Regions from separate parts of the Sus scrofa genome. Here regions 1 and 3 are each linked to region 2. Evidence: chromatin contacts called from public Hi-C data. All regions are on one chromosome and are shown on one strand. The core of a region is the stretch at or near the end of the contact, and the rest is flanking DNA. Distances in the headings are between cores, read along the strand shown. Region 1 has its middle 110 kb from the start of SIPA1L1. Region 2 overlaps SIPA1L1 (signal-induced proliferation-associated 1-like protein 1). Region 3 overlaps SIPA1L1 (signal-induced proliferation-associated 1-like protein 1).

Evidence for each region. Hi-C and Micro-C count contacts between places; a contact is called where the count stands out from the background.
Region 1: a Hi-C map of liver shows a contact between it and region 2, with 10 times the contacts expected there. The contact joins two enhancer-like sites. A contact is called at or near these places in 3 of 47 Hi-C or Micro-C datasets (all in liver) and 1 of 2 datasets of contacts at active chromatin or transcription factors (alveolar macrophages).
Region 3: a contact with region 2 is called in a Hi-C map of liver, with 4 times the contacts expected there. The contact joins two enhancer-like sites. A contact is called at or near these places in 1 of 47 Hi-C or Micro-C datasets (liver) and 1 of 2 datasets of contacts at active chromatin or transcription factors (alveolar macrophages).

Annotation. Positions count from the first base shown.
Region 1 is chr7:94,673,712-94,678,062 of Sscrofa11.1, forward strand. No RefSeq gene overlaps it. Among named protein-coding and RNA genes, the nearest start is that of SIPA1L1, 110 kb to the right of the region's middle. Within about 2 kb of position 1,825, at least 25 of the 83 cell types and tissues checked have an H3K27ac peak or open chromatin away from gene starts, as enhancers often do. A contact at or near this core is called in liver, where this site is marked.
Region 2 is chr7:95,129,810-95,134,171 of Sscrofa11.1, forward strand. The region is part of intron 20 of SIPA1L1 (signal-induced proliferation-associated 1-like protein 1); the gene reads left to right. Among named protein-coding and RNA genes, the nearest start is that of RGS6, 230 kb to the right of the region's middle. Within about 2 kb of position 1,677, at least 4 of the 83 cell types and tissues checked have an H3K27ac peak or open chromatin away from gene starts, as enhancers often do. A contact at or near this core is called in liver, where this site is marked.
Region 3 is chr7:94,855,807-94,860,295 of Sscrofa11.1, forward strand. All of the region lies in intron 3 of SIPA1L1 (signal-induced proliferation-associated 1-like protein 1), which reads left to right. Among named protein-coding and RNA genes, the nearest start is that of SIPA1L1, 68 kb to the left of the region's middle. Within about 2 kb of position 2,440, at least 22 of the 83 cell types and tissues checked have an H3K27ac peak or open chromatin away from gene starts, as enhancers often do. A contact at or near this core is called in liver, where this site is marked.

The DNA of each region.
Region 1 (4,351 bases), core at 575-3,074, 460 kb before region 2:
GAACACCGTGTGCGTCGTGAGCTGGAATCCATGGCTCTCCGGAGACAGGGTCCAGGTGTTCCATGGCTTCCACACTCACCTGGTGCTCCAGGTGCACACAGTAGGCACTCAACAGTAATGGGCAAGGATTAAGAAAGGCAGAGTAACGGCAGGAGACCTGGCTGGGGAAATTAAGGTGTTTGGGCTCTACTTCTAGTTCCACCTGTTGTTTTTCCAAAGCCCCTTGGCCTCCCAGGCACCCACTTTCTCTAAAAAGAAGCCATAAGCCAGAAGAAGAGGAGTTCCCGTCATGGCTTAGTGGTTAACGAATCCGACTAGCATCCATGAGGACCCAGGTTTGATCCCTGGCCTCGCTCAGTGGGTTGAGGACCTGGCATTGCTGTGAGCTGGGGTGTAGGTTGCAGATGTGGCTTGGATCCCATGTTGCTGCGGCTGTGGTGTAGGCCAGCAGCTATAGCTCTGATTTGGAATCTATTAGCTAGCTCTATTCCAGCTTCTAGCCTTGGAATCTCCATACGCCATGGGTGAGGCCCTAAAAAGACAAAAGACAAAAAAATAATAAAATCAATAAAGTAAAAAGAGGTCAATAATCCCCTCCTCCCCTCCTCTGGCTACTGTGAGACCAATTTGATGATTGATGAGATTTTTCCTTCAAAGACCAGAGAACAGAACCACGTGGGTGTAAGTCACAAGGGGGAAGATTTTAGGTCAAAATCAGGAAGAAATTTCCTTTAACCGAAGTCCCTTCTAGAGATTCCCTAATCCAGCAGAGAGCCTTCTGTTCTGGGAACTACTCTAGCCAGGTCTAGCCTGATGGAAGTCTTGCAGGTCTAGAGGGCCTCAACCCTGGGCTGTAATATCCCTTTGAAATGTGAGCTTCTTCATTTCGGTGGATGTAGAAGGAGTTTGAGAGAACCTGGAAACTCTTGGGATTTCCACTGTGTGGTTGGTGGAGCCAGTGGACATTCCTCCTGCCTTTGGACTTGATGAAGGTGGGGGAAGCTGGCCAAAGACTCACTTGATCTCAGGAAGAGCAGGGTATGTTATTAATGGTACCGCCCACTGGTCCAGAGAGCAGCTGTTTAAGGCAAGGCAAATTCCCCCAGACCCATCAGCCTCTTTCCTTGGGATCCCATGTCTGGTGGGAAATCATACAGACTAGTGCTCAGGATTTCAGGAGCCCAGCCTGACTGTGCCTCTGAAAGCTATGGGGCTTTGTTCTGGTCCTTGGCCTCAGTTTCCTCCTTTTCTTGGGGGGTATATTTCTGGTCACATCGTCTGGCGAGGGAGCAACTTCATAGGGATTAGGTCTTTCCAAATCGGAGAGCAGGAAGAGAGTCAAGAGTCAGCTTTTCATCTCTTCTCCCTGCCCCCCCAATAAGCACAGGTATCCCCAACATTTTTAGGAGGAGGGTCTGCATGAACTGGTCCATCTAATGCCCAAGGGTCCCATGCCCCCATCCCCGCAACTCCTACCCCTCTGTCACATGCTCTAGTCGTTGCATCAGCTTCTGTTGCTGCTGAAGCCGCCTTGGCTCCCTGGCCAGCTCCATGGCCAGCACTGCTTGGGCTGTGCTCCCGGTTTGGCGTCTGAACCCAGAACACCACCAAAGCGGCCCCTGGCAGTATGCAGCTTGTTCTCTGCCCCTACAGGGATCTGGAATTGATTTAGCCCGTTTCCGTGGCAGCGCTGGTTGCACTGGCACATCTGCTTCCCCACGAGGCTGGGTGAGTCACCACCACCCACGCTAACCCTTGGCACAGCACAACCCTGCCGGGAGCATGGGTAAATCAGCAGGAGGATGCTGGAGCACTCCGCAGTGTCTGGTGGTGGCTCACTGCCCTGGGTCACAGGCCCAGTACAAAGTACACTGGGCATAGGGCCCTGGACTGGCCTTACCCACCCAGAAACCTGGCAGGCTCTGCCCACGAGGACTGTTGGATCTGCTTTGACTGACTTCAAAACGCCTTATCTTGGCTGTGGCCAGCAGCTGCAAGGCCTTATGGGAGTGAATGCAGGTTTTTGGGCTCCAAGTCCAAAGGTCTTTTCACTATTCCATGATCAGTGCTCAAACCTGTCTTTCCTCGGCCACCTTAGCACCTGGGTTCCTTCTGGCTCTCATTCCAGGACCTGCCTTTGCGACACCCATCAGCTTTTCCCTCTGGACAGCAGTTCTTAAAGTGGGTTCTTTCCCAGGCCTTCTCCTCCCCTTCACCCTTCCCCCCTTCTGATCTGGGTAATCTGAAAAAAAATTGAGTTTGTTCTGTAACAGTAAAGTGGAAGGCAGGTTGTAGGGCTAATCTTAAGGGCATTTCATTTATCCTTGATTTCGAGAGGTCAAACATCAGTCTAAGGCCCCAGTTTCTCAAAATACAGTCCCCGGACCAGCAGCATCCGAATCACCAGGGAGTTTGTTAGAAGTGCAGGTTCTCAGGCCCCACCCCAGACACTGCGTCACAGACTCTGGGAATGGGGCTGACCGTTTGTGTTTGCTCAAGCGCTCATCGCGACGCGGATACTCGCTGGGGTTTGAGAAACCCTGGCCTAAGGAAGTGGATCTGTAGCAGTGGGGAAAGAGTGTTTCGGTCCATACCCCTGTCTGTGCCCACGGCACAGCTACCAGTGTTTCTCTGTTGTGTGTCAGCCACACAGGGGGCTTGGGTAGGTAAAGGCCCCAACTGCTCCAGCTCTGGGGCCTGGGGTTTTCCTCAATTATGTCCTTCCTCCCCATTGTTTGCATCACAGGGAAAGAAGCTGGTGTGTGTTTTTTCCTATGTGGAAAGGGCAACACTACCTCACCTACCCCAGAGAGGGCCTTGGGGGGAAAAAGAAAGCCACCTGCTGGAAATGAGCCAGCCACAAAGCCACCAGCCATTGTGGCCAGGGCCTAGGGCCCACAGAATACGTTTCCTAAAAGCAGAGGGATTCCAGCAGAGGGAAAAGGCGCTGATAATTCTTATTAATCCATACACATTCCTCTTTGCTCAATCAGTTCTTTTTGAAAGATTGATTGATTTTTGCTTTTGAGGGCCACACCTGCAGCATATGGGAGTTCCTAGGCTGAGGGTCGAATCAGAGCTGCAGCTGCCAGCCTACACCACAGCCACGACACCACCAGATCCCAGCCACATCTGCAATCTACACCACAGCTCACAGCAACGCTGGATCCTAACCCACTGAACGAGGCCAGGGATTGAACCTGCATCCTCATGGATACTAGTTAGCCTCATTACCACCGAGCCACAGTGGGAACTCCTAACAGTTTTTTAATAACATTTACTTATCCCCTGTGTGCTGAGTCCATCAAAGAGCCCCCTGACCCAACTCCCAGAAAGGAGAGAGCATCAGTCTCTGCCAAGGTATCAAGCAACCTCGAAGTCTCAGTGGCCTCACATGACAAAGGCTTATCTTACAAATGCTCCTTATCCAATGAGCCACTGCTCTGCTCAGCTCCACAGAATCACTCAGGGGCTCAGGGTGATAGAATCCATCATCCTACTGCTGCCTTGGTCACCGCAGCAGAAAAAGAAAAAGCTGGAGGAAGTCAGGCTCCCCCCACCCCTACCACCAACTCTGCCCCTGGAAGTGAAATTGGGCTCTGCTGGCATTGCCCTGGGCCGATTTAATCATGGGGCCAGAAAGTATGTGCAGAAAGGAGAGAAAAATGGGTACAACCAGACATTAAAAGCTGTCGGAATTCTTGTCATGGCTCAGTGGGTTACAAACCTGACTAGTATCCATGAGCATGTGGTTTTGATCCCCGGCCTCAATCAGTGAGTGAAGGATCCCATGTTGTGAGTTGCTATGAGCTACAGTGTAGGTCACAGACGCAGCTCGGATCCCACATTGCTGTGGCTGTGGTGTAGGCCAGCAGCTGCAGCTCCAATTCAACCCCTAGCCTGGGAACTTCCATATATTGCAGGTGTGGCCCCCCAAAAAGAGGGAAAAAAAGTTATTCCCACCCTGAGGAAGATCTTTATCTATCCATTTTACCTCTCTTTAACAAATCTTTACAGCAAGCTTGCCACGCATTTGGGACCAAGCCAGACCTTGGGATGTAGTGACACCAGGGCCACAGCCCTGTACAGTCTGGGGCACCACTCCCATGGTGTTCCATGGGAGTCTGCACCCTAGAGTTGTGCAATGCAGGAGCCCTGCCTCTGTCTTTCTTGCTTATATTATGTTTTGTCATTAAAACCCATCTTCCCCAGCAGGAAAGACACACAGAGGGCAGGCGTGCTTCGGAGTAGCTCACTGCTGTCATCTTGGAGTTTAGCACAGTGCCTGGGGGGCTCAGTCAGAGCTGTTAAGTGAATGCTTGAAAAAAGAATAATTCCTGACTGGGTTTCC
Region 2 (4,362 bases), core at 427-2,926:
CAGTTTGAAAATTGCATAAATCCTCAACTCCTGACTCCTCTAGAAAACTACACTTGGAGTTCCCGTCGTGGCGCAGTGGTTAACGAATCCGACTAGGAACCATGAGGTTGCGGGTTCGGTCCCTGCCCTTGCTCAGTGGGTTAACGATCCGGCGTTGCCGTGAGCTGTGGTGTAGGTTGCAGACGCGGCTCGGATCCCGCATTGCTGTGGCTCTGGCGTAGGCCGGTGGCTACAGCTCCGATTCAACCCCTAGCCTGGGAACCTCCATATGCCGCGGGAGCGGCCCAAGAAATAGCAACAACAACAACAAAAGACAAAAGACAAAAAAAAAAAAAAAAAAAAAAGAAAACTACACTTAAGGATTTCCCATCATGGCTCAGTGGTAACAATCCCAAATAGTATCCATGAGGATGTGGGTTTGATCCCTGGCCTCACTCAGTGGGTTAAGGATCCAGTATTGCTGTGAGCTGCAGTGTCGGTTGCAGACGCAGTCCAGATCTGGTGTTGCTGTGGCTGTGGCATGGGCCCCTAGCCTGGAAACTTCCATATACCATGGGTGTGGCCCTAAAAAAAAAAAAAGAAAGAAAGAAAGAAAGAAAACTTTGAAACTAATTTCAAAATTATTGTGTAGATGTGTCCATATTTGCTGCACAGAGCAAAGTGCTTTTATATCTAAGTGTATGTATAAGAGTGTACATAAAATCCTTGTATGACATGAGTCCTCAATAAAGTCTCTTCCATGTGGGGTTTTATAAATCTGCAGAATATAACAGGGAAAGACTTTCTCAGAGCTTATATACAAACATCAATCAGTATCTGGATTTAAGTTGCTCAGTGTCTAACATTCACTACAGAGGGTGATTAAAGGCCAGGAAAGATGCCTGCCCAGCGTTCCATTTCATGAATGTGCTTTTTCTAGTTGACCTAGTAAGTTAACTTTTCATGCCAAGAAAGCTGTATGTTTCTTGAGAGCCAGGAGTAAAGAAGGACTTCTTGTGTTCTGCTTACATGGATCATAAAGGATGCCTCGGGCTCCTTTAGCATACTGGACTGTCTACGCTTGAGTGCCTCTGTGTGTGGGTTAAAACTTGTGAGTTTAAATTTTGTTCTCTGCCCTTTTTGGCACCCTGGGTGAAAAATATACCTTCCTTCTTTGTTTAGAAACTGTTCCATTGTCTTTCTCTGTTTCTCTCTTAAATCTCTTCTGCCTGGCATCTTTTTAAATTATTAACAATTAATTGCCTCTCTTCCACATTTTCTTCTTAGGGTGAAACTGTTAATTTTCTCAGTTTTATGAACTAATTCAGACTTTAAAGTGAAGCTTCTAACACTCCCTGGACTTCTCACCAACCTGTGCTTGGCTCCGCTTGTCACGTCTTTATGAATCATTTTCATGGGTAATTTTGCTTTGTGGTCCTGCACACCGTGAACATTCAGGGTTCTGTTTTATTTTGCTTTTATACTGCAAACCTCCAGCTCATCTGGCTGGAGCTATCTTGGCCCCATTTCCATTTCTTCCGCCTTAAGAAAAGGGGTGATTATTTTACCCAGAACTTTGGTGATGTTCAGCTCACCTCAAAGACTGGAAAACAGAACAACTATGGTTGAAGTTTCAACACTGAGAAAATAAGAGCTCTGTTGGGCCACAGCTGTCAGATTGCTCAATGCAGAGCTCACCAACAAAAAGTTTATCATTACTTGGTTCTGTGAAGCAACCAATGCATTCATCCAGGCGACAGGAAAGCCCAAGTTCTCCAAATGCCATTATATCAGGAGACCAACAGGAATTCTGCAAGGACAGAATTCCTTGTCATATTTAAACCATGCTATTACGCTATTAAGATGAAAACGTTCACAGTTGCTAAAAGAAAAGAAAGAATATCCTCAAGAAGATAGATTCCATAGTCTTGCTGAGTAATCTCAATACCTAAGTCCCCACCCTCTTCAAAATTTTGTCCCATATCTGCTTATCTGAAATTCCTCTAACTGCAGCTTTCATCTATAAGTAAGAGAGAGTAAGTGTTTTTTCTGAGCTAAATCTTTTCTAAAGACTGAAGTTTTTGAATTCTAAGGTTCCGAAATCTATAGATACCAACAAGAGGCAATTTGAACATAATTATATAGTAACAGCCCTAAACTTCCAGGCATGACAAGAGTGAAATGTAGGGAAAATAGATTTGGATCCTAAGATCCAAGGTCAAGTGTCAGTTCTACTGTTGACCAGCCATGTGGCCTTTGGCCTGTCCCGTCATTTCACCAAGCTTGTCCCTTATCTGTGATCGAAGGATACCTGACTAATGACTAAATAGTTGTTTTGTGTGTATTCATTGAGAAAAAAAAAAAAAGTTATGAAATGTATTACAAACTGTAAAGGTCCTTTTAGGACTAAAAGGTTTCTGTGATTTCCTCTTTTAAGTTCTCTGTCACTTCGTGTGGTTATTTAGTTACTTTTCCTTCAACAAACTTGTATCTCCCAAGAAACTTGGCTTCTCTAGTTTCCTGCTTTGTTTTTTTAATCCTTTTAAAATGCCACATCTAGACATGACACTCTTTTAGCTGTGCCTCATAGGATGATAACATTCATTGTTATCTTGGTAGCTGACAGTTAACTAGATCAGACTGATTCAGCTTGAGGTCCACAATGACCCCTGAGGTCCCTTCTGCTGGGAGGCCTAGCCATTCATGTCCTGATGCTGTATGTATTAGTGTGCCCTTGTATGTATTAAATATCTCCCTCTTATAAGTGAATAGTTGTGTTTAATGCAGTCACTTGGATAGCCCCTTTGCCAGCTTTATCATTCCTACCTCACCTCTCCCCCCTCCCCCCACCCTGGGTCCTTTAGAATTAGTTAGTGTCTCCTAAATTGTAGAGCCAATACTGGACAGAATTGGCTCATGCTGAATACAGTGGGAGGAGTCCTTCTTAATCATTATCCTCCACAGTATCTGTCACCCAGAGGCTCATTTGCTATCTGTACAAATAATCACAGGAAACCCAACCAGTGCCCTCTCTCCCCTTGGTATCAAGCCAGCATTCAGCCTTTGCACAGATTTTGGCACAGCCATTTGACAGGTGACTGACTGCTGCTCTCTCACCCCCTGAAAATACCATCCCAGTCTATCTAAAATCTGTCCTTCTGTGCCGTACCTGAATAGCAGGTGACTCTGAGTGTTTCCTCCAGTAGCTCTTAGCAGCCCAGAACATGGCTGGCAGATGTTTTCCATAAAAGATGCTGACCTCATGGATGATACAGAAATTGCAGAACGGTTTCCCAGGCCCTCATAGCTTTGGCAACTGGGCTTTGACTCCTAACGATCAGCTGCCTGCCCCGTGGGGTTGTCCCTTTGCAGGTTTGACAAGCAGATTTAGCTCCTCTTCTACAGTGTCACACCTGTTGTGACTACCGCCCTTTTTGGAGACTGGTCATCTAGAATCTTCTCCTATAAAGTTTTTCCCATGCTCAGGAATGTAAAATAACCAGTTAGCAGCGCATTTGGTTCATGGTTTCATTTGAGCAACAGGTCAGGAGGAGTCCTTTGGACAGATTCAGATCATCCCAGATTCTCAGATGCCCCATTGCCTCTTCTCTTTTTTTTTTTTTTTTTTTTTTGTTTGTTTGTTTGTTTGTTTGTTAGTGTTGGGCCTGCGACATATAGAAGTTCCCAGGCTAAGGGTCGAATCAGAGCTGCCGCTGCTGGCCCACACAACAGCCACAGCAACGCCAGAGCTGAGCCGCATCTGCAACCTGCACCACAGCTCACCACAATGCCAGATCCTCAGCCCTGTGAGCAAGGCCAGGGATTATCCTCATCCTCATGGATATTAGGTTCGTTGCCTCTGAGCCATGATTCATCCTCTTTTCATAGGATGAATCATGCATATGTATGTGTGTGTCCTGTCTTCCTTTTTAAATTCATGTCCTGTGTACCTCAGGGTTCACTGCAGCACTATTTACAATAGCCAAGACATGGAAGCAACCTCAGTGTCCACTAATAAGAATGGATAAAGAAGATGTGGTGTGGTGTGGTATATATGCACAATGGAATAGTACTCAGCCATAAAAAAGTGAAATAATGGCATTTGCAGCAACATGGGGGGACCTAGAGATTATCATACTAAGGGAAGTAAGTCAGACAAAAACAAATATCATATGATAATCACTTATTTGTGGAATCTAAAAAAAGATACAAATGAATTTATGTACAAAACAGAAACAGACCCACAGACAGAGAACAATCTTATGGTTACCAAAGGAAAAGGAAGGGGGATGGATAAGTTTGGAATTTGGGATTAACACATACACACTACTATATATAAAACAGATTTTAAAAAAACAAAGGACTTACCATATAGCATAGGCA
Region 3 (4,489 bases), core at 1,190-3,689, 270 kb before region 2:
TCTGAGCAGGTGGGTAGGCGGTGGCAGCTGGAAAGAAGAGGGCCAGCTATAGGCTGTCAGGGGACGGAAAGGGTTGGGTTGTATAGGGGGTCTTTCTGAGATGGCTCGGTGGGCTCTGTATAGGTTTAAACTATCTGGAGACTGTGCCTCTTCCTGGTTTGTATGTTTCCCTTTCGCCTGTGTTGGAGTAAGGAAGGGGCGTGACTGACGACCACGGCTCAGAGGACCTTTTGCTTTTAGTTGGACTGCTTTGAAGATGGTGCTATTTGTAGGACATCTGACGTCTGTTTCCAGTGGTAGTTTTCCCCATCGCTGCTTTAAGTTCTGTGTAGCCTGAGGTGCAGAAGGGTACTTGAAACTCCCATTTCAGATTTTAAGTGGATTGCAGGGGACAAGCGCGATGCCTCATGTTTCAGAAGGCTTCCTGTAGTTTCCTTCTTTTACTTAGTAAAGAGTAGTATTTTGTGGCATTCCTTTTAACTTAACCGTTGATGAAGGTATCTATTAATTCAAATAAGGACCTTTGTTTATGTTCTTAATGTTTAACTGAGATATGTTATCAGAAGCCCTTCTACCCCTCAGTTGATAGACAGTGTGGTGGTGTCGACACACTGTTGGAAGGCCCAGTCGAAAGTGTGGAAGGAACAGCACCAATGTTCTGTGGCCCAAAGGTCACGAATGCTAGCTTCTGATTTGTAATATTACTTGCAAATTTAAGTCCTTCCACACCAGTTGTCAAGACTCAATAAAATACATTAGACAATAAGTGTAATTGGGGGTGGTCGAGGTGGATTATTGGTAATACTTCTTGGGGACTGAAGTTCCTTATCTAGCCTTCCTTCTGCTTTACCTTGTTCACATCAAGTATGACATTGCCAAAACAGTCTGGCAACCTTTTTTTCATTAAGCCTGAAGACTTAATATGTTACAGTGTTTTTGTCCAAATGAGTTATAAAATCTAAACATTTCCTCCCAGATTGTGAAGATCTTTATTATAGGAAATTTGGAAGCGATAATAAAGTATATGGAGTTTCCTAGTAGGCTAGTGGTGACGAATCTAGCATCGTCACTGCTGTGGTGTGCATTTTTCCCGGCCTGGAAATTTCTGCATGCCACAAGTGTGGCCAAAAAATATATATAAACAAAAATTAAAAGAGTTTGGGAGTGTTAAAAAAAGTATAAAGAGAAGTTCCCAGTGTGGCTCAGTGGGTTAAGAACCTGACTAGTAACCATGAGGATGCGGGTTCGATCCCTGGCCTCGCTTAGCAGGTTGAGGATCCAGCATTGCTGCAAGCCACAGTGTAGGTTGCAGATGTGACTCAGATCTGGTGTTGCTGTGGCTGTGATATAGGCCGGCATCTGCAGCTCCTATTTGATCCTAGCCTGGAACTTCTGTATGCCACAGCTGTGGCCCTAAAAAGACAAAAAAAGAAAAAAAGAAAAAAAAGTGTAAAGAAGAAAATAAAGATCACTAGTAATCCCACAACCCAGCAATAGCTACTGTTAACATTTAAACTATTTCCTTTCAGGTTTGTGTGTGTGTGTCTGCGAGTAGGGGCATGTATTGTTTTGTATCCTGTTTATTATTTATTATAAGCAATTTCCCATATAAATAACTTCAGAAGCATGATTTTCATTGGTGGTTTTGTTGCCCAAATATTTTCCTTGTTTTTAATATTTAGTTCGAGCACTACTAAGAAATTGGCTTGGATGCCTTTTTTCCTTCACTCACAGAGGAAATTGAAAGAATCCCCACTGGGCTTCCGCAGAATGTTGAGTTTAACGTTCCTATTATACTTACCTAATTTGCCTAATGTTTTGTCTCTATCTAATTCTTCATCTAACATTTATTGAACCCTTTCTTTGGAAAAGGGTCTATGTTAAGACCTCACAATACAGTGGTAATGGACAGGAAATAAGAAGCAAAACACCGAAAACTAGTTTTGTACCTGCATTTAGCTTCCTTAGTTTATGGCCTGGGAAGATGCAGACGTTACTCAGATAATCCCACAAATAAATGTTAACTTAAACTGTGATATGTCATTTGAGGGAAGGAAAAATGGTGCTTATGAGAACAGTTCAAATGGATAAGGACAAGGTGGGGTTTTTTCTGACCATAGATTTAATGTGATCCAGATCCTGTGCTTCTCTAAAGGTCGGTGCAGCCAAGGGTCACCTTGTCCTCTCTCAGAACTTCGTGTGCCTGGTGCTCTGCCCTGGCCAGAGGGCACAGGGTTCTCTGTGCCCAGCTCTGGCCAAGCAGACTACATTCTAGGAGGGGCCCATGGCAGAGAAGATTTTAGAAAGGATTTCAGTGATGCCTGGATCAAAGAGAAAGAGGACACAGGGAGGACTTTTTAGCTGCTGTCCATCTTGTAGCCCTTTATCTGGGTATGTGGAAGGGATTCCGGTAGTTGACGGGAAGTGAAACTGCTCTGCTGGTTTCCTTTTCATTCCAACATCCCACGCTTGTAAGATTATCTGAATTCATTCAGTATCTGCTGGGTACCAAGAGGACCCTGAGGCTGGTGTATAGCCAATGTAAATTTAGGGGTGGAGGTTGTGTCCACTCCTCTTCCTGCGCAGTGACCACTCCCATCCCAACCGTCCTGGCAAGAGGAAGCCGCAGAGGCTTGAGGACCTCAGGAAAAGCGGTGACACCCAGCTGAGGACTGACTCCTTCGGACGGATACTTCAGGAAATTCCTCCGAACCCATAGGCTGAAGCCTGAATGCCGTCACATGGCAAAAGGCCATCCTGCTTCCTCTGCTCCTCACTCTCGGCAGCACTGAACCCTGTTTGTTCCTTTGTCCAAGTGATGTAGAAATTCCTTGTGTAACATGACTTCTTGTCCTTTGCTGCCCTTTTCTGTTTTGTTTTTTTTTTTGCTTTCCTTTTTTTTTTTGCTTTTTAGGGCCACATTTGTGGCATATGGAGGTTCCCAGGCTAGGGGTCCAATTGGAGCTGTAGCTGCTGGCCTACACCAGAGCCACAGCAACAGGAGATCCAAGCCAGGTCTGCGACCTACACCACACAGCTCACGGCAACTCCAGATCACGGACCCACACAGCCAGGCCAGGGACTGAACCTGCATCCTCATGGATACTAGCCAGATACTAGTTGGTTTCCGCTGCGCCATGATGGAAACTCCCCTTTTCTTTTTTTAATACACTTTATCTTTTCCTTAAACACTTTCTCTCTGCTGAATAAATTCTGTTTTATTTCTTTTTTTATGACCAATTTAAAAGTTAGCCTCTATGGCATTTCTCTGGCTTCCTAGAATTAGTTACGTTATAGCACATACCTCTGATATGGTATGTCTGAGATTTTTTAATTTCGTTGTGTAGCTTGCTCCTCTAGACTGTAAAGTCCTTGAAGACGGTGACCGTGTATTCTTTTTGACTTTTCAGTGCCAGAAAGGCCCTCGATAAATGGCATATCCTAGGTATTCAGTGATTTTTGAATGAATGAATATAATTCTCATTTGCTTTACCATATTGAAGTCTTATTGTGGTTGGCACTTAAGGTCCCTGAGATAAAGAGTTGAAGTTTTGATTGATTAAAACCTTGAGAAGTGCAGGCGTGTAATTTTCTTGAGTTCTTTGCTAAAGATGCCAGTACAGGGGATGCCATTATTTGGTGAGGTGTTTCTTTTCCCCAAGACCACTTTGTGTTTTGGGTGACCCTCTTTTTAAACTCTAAGAGTCGTCAAGCTGTTGTAACCACATTTTCAAGAAGAACCACATCTTAATCAGGACTGAAAAAGGGTAAAATGAGGTGAACAAAATTGAAAATCATCTTTTTTGGGGGTGATTATGGTAAACAAGTGATAGGCATTTATAGAAAGATACCAGCATCCATTAATGAAGGAAATCTGTAATGAGAAATGTTACCAATTAAATTGGATATACACTACGAGCAGGTAGAGCACACTTTTTTTGGTCTTGTTAGGACTGCACCCCCTGGCATTTGGAGTCCCTCGCTAGGGGTCAAATCAGAGCTGCAGCTGCTGGCCTTCACCACAGCCACAGCAGCGGCAGATCTCAGCCCTGTCTGCAACCTGTGCCACAGCTCACGGCAATGCTGGATCCTTAACCCACTGAGTGAGGCCAGGGATTGAACCCACATTCTCATGGATGCTAGTCAGGTTCTTAACCTGCTGAGCCTCAACAGGAGTTCCCAGATTGTGTTCTAATGTGGTGTGGAGCTCATAGTGTGCAAAAGCTGATTTATAAGATGCTATCAGACCATACTCATGCTTACAGAACTGCTTTAAAAAGAGCTTCGTTATTCGAGGTTATTCTGGTTATCTAGGGCTATCAGTCTCTGGAAAATCTGATATGCTTAAACAAATTTTTGAACGTTGCTGTCTACCGGAAAATCAGTCATTAATATGCAGTGAGAAATATATTTCCAAGCAGACAGGAATTTTCTAGTGTAATAAGTGAATTTTGTTCACAGGTGGTGGATTTCTAGGGCGGTGTTACTG